2 separate regions of the Mus musculus genome follow, and region 2 is linked to region 1. Evidence: chromatin contacts called from public Hi-C data. All regions are on one chromosome and are shown on one strand. Each heading gives the region's core, a stretch centred on a gene start, on an enhancer-like site or on the middle of the called end of the contact. The rest is flanking DNA. Distances are from core to core; before and after follow the strand shown.

Evidence for each region. A called contact is a pair of places that touch in the nucleus more often than the background predicts.
Region 2: a contact with region 1 is called in a Hi-C map of uterus, with 4 times the contacts expected there. The contact joins the promoter of Dph6 here to the enhancer-like site in region 1. A contact is called at or near these places in 4 of 39 promoter capture datasets (the HPC-7 cell line, embryonic stem cells, liver and 1 more), 1 of 484 Hi-C or Micro-C datasets (uterus) and 1 of 115 datasets of contacts at active chromatin or transcription factors (stem cell-derived neural progenitor cells).

Annotation. Positions count from the first base shown.
Region 1 is chr2:114,300,491-114,303,379 of GRCm38.p6, reverse strand. No RefSeq gene overlaps it. Among named protein-coding and RNA genes, the nearest start is that of Zfp770, 100 kb to the right of the region's middle. Within about 2 kb of position 1,404, at least 3 of the 459 cell types and tissues checked have an H3K27ac peak or open chromatin away from gene starts, as enhancers often do. A contact at or near this core is called in uterus, where this site is marked.
Region 2 is chr2:114,653,556-114,656,444 of GRCm38.p6, reverse strand. It overlaps Dph6 (diphthamine biosynthesis 6), which reads left to right and starts at 1,481. Exons shown (of 9, transcript NM_025675.5): 1 at 1,481-1,614. The coding sequence starts at 1,592.

The DNA of each region.
Region 1 (2,889 bases), core at 155-2,654:
CCTTTAGACATGGAACTATTTTTGGCCCACAAGAGTCTCTGTGTTTTTGTGTTGTGGAAAACCTGTTATTTAAAATATCCTTAAGTTGAATAACCCAAAAGTAAGTCATCCCTCCCAAGAAAGAGAATAAATGAAAACACGCTCAGGATGTATGTATTCAATGGTCATCATTAAATGTCAAATTATACCTGTCCCTTTCCAGTTAATTACTATCCCATGAGCAAAGAAATCAAAGAAGGAAGGTCAGCATTGGTAGCAGCAGGCACTGGAACATGGCTACATGATCCTGACACTGCTTTTGGCCCTGCAACCATTTTGGAGATTCCAGACTTTAGAGACTGACTGAATTGAAATTAGTGCATGAAGAGAGACTACCTGAGTTATTCTGTAGTCTAGGGTTTTGGGGTTCTAAAATGAACAAGAATAGTGTTGACTTAATGTTTATAAAATTAAAAAAATAAACAGAAAGATTAAATTGCTAGTTTAAAATTTAATGCCACAGAACTTATTCCATACAGTGGTCAAATGTGAACCTTAATAGCCAATTCCTTTGTAGCTCCTGTCTGGAAAACTATGAGATTGCTATCAATATAACTAAATAATAGTTAAATAAATACGGCAGACTACTTAGCAGCACAACTCTCTTAGCAGCACCCCACCCATGCCTTGAAAATCAGCACACATCAATGAGGGAAATGTATTCACACATCAAAGAGGAAAAGGATTGCTTCACTGATAACTCTTCTTAGAGAAATTTCCAGATAAGAATTCTAGGTCAAGAAAGACACCTGATAAAGGAGCCAGCTGGACCCTATAAAGCAAGTTGACAGTCACTCCTGGGTAAATCTTATGCCATAAGTAGCTGGAACCAACTTCATATCCAGCATCATATACCAGCAGTGCCAACTGTTGGAACTCATCTAGATTCAATCCAGAAATGGTTGGTTTTATGCCACTTTGACCAAATCCCTGAGCAGAGTAGTATAGGGGAGAGGGAGTCCCTGGCTCGTGTCTTCAGAGAGTTCAGTCCACAGTCACTGTCTGGCCTGTGGCAGGCAGCACATCACTGTGGTAGGAGCAGAGAGTACTCAGCATGAGACTGCCCAGAAACAGACAAATAGGGAAGGGAATGGGACAAGATGTGACTCCTAAAGGCATCTATCCAAGTTATCTACTTCCTCCAAATGAACCCTGACTCCAAAATTTCCCAAAAGCTCTTCAAATAGTACAGCTACTTGGGACTCAAGCCTTCCATACATAAATCAGGGAATATTTCATACCCACACTGTAACAGAAACAGACTAATACCTCTCCAAAAATCTCCTAATATTCTCCCCAGCTTCCTGGACTACTACATTATTGCCATTGCATGCTTCAGCGTAATCCATCCAGTACCGTGCTGTCTGGCTCACATCCAGAGTGCAGGCAGAGGAGGGGAGAGGAAGGAATCCTTCCAGAAGCTTCTGAGGACATGAATGTTGAGTCTTGAGACAAGAAAAGGGTATTTCTGTGTCCTTGGCTTATGTGAAGTGGCTGACTTTTAAAATGTGGCGAGTCTCTGCCTTCACCTTAGTGGCCTGCTCCTTCTGTCATTTTTATCACTTTCTCCCATGTAGATAAAGATCTAGTCACACAGTAAAAGGAAAATGTGTTTGCTTTCTAGAAGAGTTATAGTTTTATGCTTTTTCCACGTGTCAAAGGCTACTGAGATCAGAAGGCAAAAATTAGATTTAGAGTCCAAAGTTAAACAAGACTAAATAGCAATATTTTATTTCAATCAAGGTTGGCCTTAAATCCAAATCACTTGGTTCCGAAGGTATATTTTATTTTTAAATTCAAGATTTGCAGATCTTTGTTGAATGATAGACCATAAATTTAGGTATATGACAATCTTTTTGCAATAACCAACTACATATCAACATTTAAAAAAAAACTTTAATATTTAACTCTCTTTATTCTGCATTATTTCTACATTATTGACCAAAGCAGTTATCCAAAGCAGTTATGGTCTGGTTACTTGGAGAAAAAAATCAATCTTAACTAAGCTTGTCACGTGTGTAGGCCTTGATGACCCTCGTGTTTAGACTACAAAACCTAAAATCAATCTTGATACTATACAGTCAACCACCTTAAAGTGTTTGCCTGCAGAAGACGGAAGTGCCTTTTAGAAGGTATTTTTTAATGTACTATTAGAGACACAAGTACGAAAGGAGAGCACTTTTAATTATCTAGTTTCAAAACAATTCACGCAGGGTCATTTCTCCAATCCAGTCTTCTGTAACAAAACATGAGTGATTTAGAGAATCCAAGCATCTTTTGCTAAGCATGTCCAAACTGGAACTTGTAGCTACAAGAACAAATTTCCTAATCAAGTTCAGATACAACCAAGCTATCACTCCACCAAGGCAAACACCGAAACCTTATGAGGAGTGGAACACACAACTAACCTGCTTACCCGTCTGCAACTGATACCTGGAACAGACAGTTGGGAAAACTTTTCAACTGTGGAATTTTTTCTCTCCTTCCCTTTCATCTTCCCTCCCTTCCTTTATTTCTTCCTTTCTTTGCCTGCGCCTGGGTGTTCATGAAGCACGGCCACATGTGCATTCATGCAGGTAGGAGTAGAAACAGTGGGCATTCTGGGTTCCTCATCACTCCCATTATCTACTGAGGCAGGGACTCTCATTTGAACCCAGAGCTCAGAGTCTAGCTATCCAGTTGCCCAGAAATCTCTTACTTCTCTCTGCCTCTCTAGTACTGGGATTGCAGGTAGCCATCACACCGGCCCGGCCTTTGTGTGGATTCTGGGCATGCTTATTCCAAGCCCCATCTTTATTTAGTTCACATCTTACCAAATCACTTTTGCACTCTAAAATACTCAGCACTTTA
Region 2 (2,889 bases), core at 232-2,731, 350 kb before region 1:
TAAAAGCCAGGTGAAGGGCTGGAGAGATGGCTTAGCGGTAAAGAGCACTGACTGCTCTTCCAGAGGTCCTGAGTTCAATTCCCAGCAACCACATGGTGGCTCACAACCATCTGTAGTGGGCATCCAATGCTGTCTAAGGCTGTGTCTAAAGGCAGTGACAGTGTATCCCACATGTATGAAATAAATATGGCCAGAACCAGCAGGCTGGAAAAAAAAAAGCCAGGTGAAAGTAGAAATCAGAAAGGGAGATTTATTCAACATGGATACATTGGGAAGACGGATTTTGGGAGTTTGGGCATTCACTGGAGATATATATATGTATATATATACATATATATATATATATATATATATATATACACACACACACACATATACACACACACACACACACATATATATATATATATATATATATATATATATATGTATTACATGTATATAATGTGTATATACATAGGCAGTGGTGGCGCACACCTTTAATCCCAGCACTCAGGAGGCAGAGGCAAGTGGATTTCTGAGTTCTAGGCCAGCCTGGTCTACAGAGTGAGTTCCAGGACAGCCAGGGCTACACATAGAAAACCTGTCTCAAAAAAAAAAAAAAAAAAAAATATATATATATATATATATATATATATATATATATACATTCTTTACATATGAATAATATTCAAAGATGTATATGTTTAAGTTAGTTTAACTCACCAATAATGCCACGTGTACCCTCTATTTCTGCATTTTTTTTCTGTCTCTCTCTTTCTCTCTCTTTTGGTACAGTATTTTTCACTTTAACATACAATTCTCTTTTTAAATTCTCTTCTTCCTACACCTCTACACAAACTCCTTGTTCATGGATGTAGGTAGGCATGGTGGTCTATATCGTACACCAGTTGATCCCAGGAGCTCCAAAGAGTGCTTAGTACATTCAAATAACTAAGTACTGGCAAACGTATTTTAAATTAGATTTTCGTTTTGCTTTCTGGAGTGCAAGTTTTTCAGTTTCTGTATTGGGAAAATGCAAAAACACAGTATAGGAGGCGGAGGTCATGTAGCCTCACTGGTTCAATGGGCAGAGATGCAAACCTCGAAGTTAAAAGTGATCAGGGGTTAGTGGGTTTTTTTTTTTGGAGGGGGGGTAGGAAGGGCGAAAAGATTTCTTTCTTGTAGTTGACGAAGAGAGGAGAGAGACTAAATCCCCTTTCCAAGGTAGTGTTTCAAATCTTAGAACTTGTGACTTTGAATTTACTACCCAGACAATCCCAGCACCCTCAAGCGGTTTACCAAGGACCATGCCCTTCCCTTGGCAGCTTCACTGCCCTTACTTAGGTGGTTAGGCTGTGCCTAAACTTTTTTCTTTTTGTAAATTCTGAGCCATATATCCATGTATCAGGGAACAGATGCTGAGACTACCTAGCCTCTACACCCGGGTGTTCAGCAAGGTGCTGAAGGGGCAGTAGGCATGGTCGAGGGCAGGCAGCGCAGCAGACACCAGGTCGAGGACCGCGCGTGTAGGTCCAGTCGCCGCGGGATCCCGGGCCTGGCGTCTGTGGTTACCGCACGCACGCACGTACGCACGCACACTGCGCCCAGAATGAGGGTCGCGGCCCTGATCAGGTAATGAGGACTGGGGCCATCGCTTTACTCTTGGGCAAGGCTATATCCTGACGCGGCCACTGTAGAAACATCCGGAGCCACTTCTTGGGGCGCCGCGTGGGCCGGCCGGCGCCACGGCCACCGGAAGAGGCGGGGCGATCTGCTCGGGCTCCCTGGCCCCACGCGCCTCCTCTCTGGCAGCTTGGCAAAGCTAAACAGCACTAATTCCTGGGTCCTCCTCCTCCTCCGTGGGCGCATGGTCACCACGCCTGTTGGACTTTTATTTGCTCTGAACTTTGAGAGCCGCTGTTAACTTCACTTACTTGTTAGCAGTTTTTGTCCTCTATAATTCTCCTCAGTCTTGATCCTTTCCAGGAAGGAGGATTGCAACCTCACTCTCTTCTCACATCTCTGGCTTGCCGGGAGAGCTGTAGGATCCCCTAGATGGTTTGAGATTGCTTTGCTCCTATGTTGTCAGACACCTCCGTTGGAACTCAAGCTACTGACAGATGTATTTCCTCCTGGTTGAGTTGAAAATAAGCTAGGTTTTTCTAGATGCTCTGGAGTGCGTTGGATACAAATTTGCCTTACTGACCCTGGGCAACCCAAGTCATATTCCAAAAGTAGTTTGAAATCTAGTAACTTACTTAAAAGCCCAGATACTATAGCTGATAAGCAGAGCTATCCTTGATCTGTTTCAGTGCCTGGCAGTGATAAGGGGCATAGCAATATTAGTTTAAGACCCTTAAGTGTATTGTTTCTTGAGATTTAGACCTCAAAAAAGTGTGAATTCCACTTTATTGCTACAGTCTCTTTTTGTTAGCCTAGTGAAGCACACGTACACATTTGTTGTTAATGCCCTAGGTAACTGATGCTAGTTGACAGTGGGTGACAGTCTAGGTAAGCCAGTTTCTCTAGTGGCAGGAAAATGCCAGATCTGTTGATTCTGTGCCATTTTAAGGAAATGAAAACCCACCATAATTTAATAAATTTTACACATAAAGGGAATAAAACTTTAACCATCACGATTATTTGGTGAAGAGAGATAAAAATTAAATGTGAGCCAGGAAGGCAGCCATGGAACTTAGTTTACCGAAGCTCAGCAGGGTAGTAAAACATGTGAAACTGGAGAGAAGAAAGTCTCAGTGGAGTGTGTTCCTCAAAACACTCAGTGGATAGGAATTTAGAGGTGCTGTTTGAGAAATTATACAATTAAAAGCTGTATATTAGGAAATAAGAATGCACAAAATAAATATACATGTACTGTGTATGATTGTGTATAACATGGCCATATAT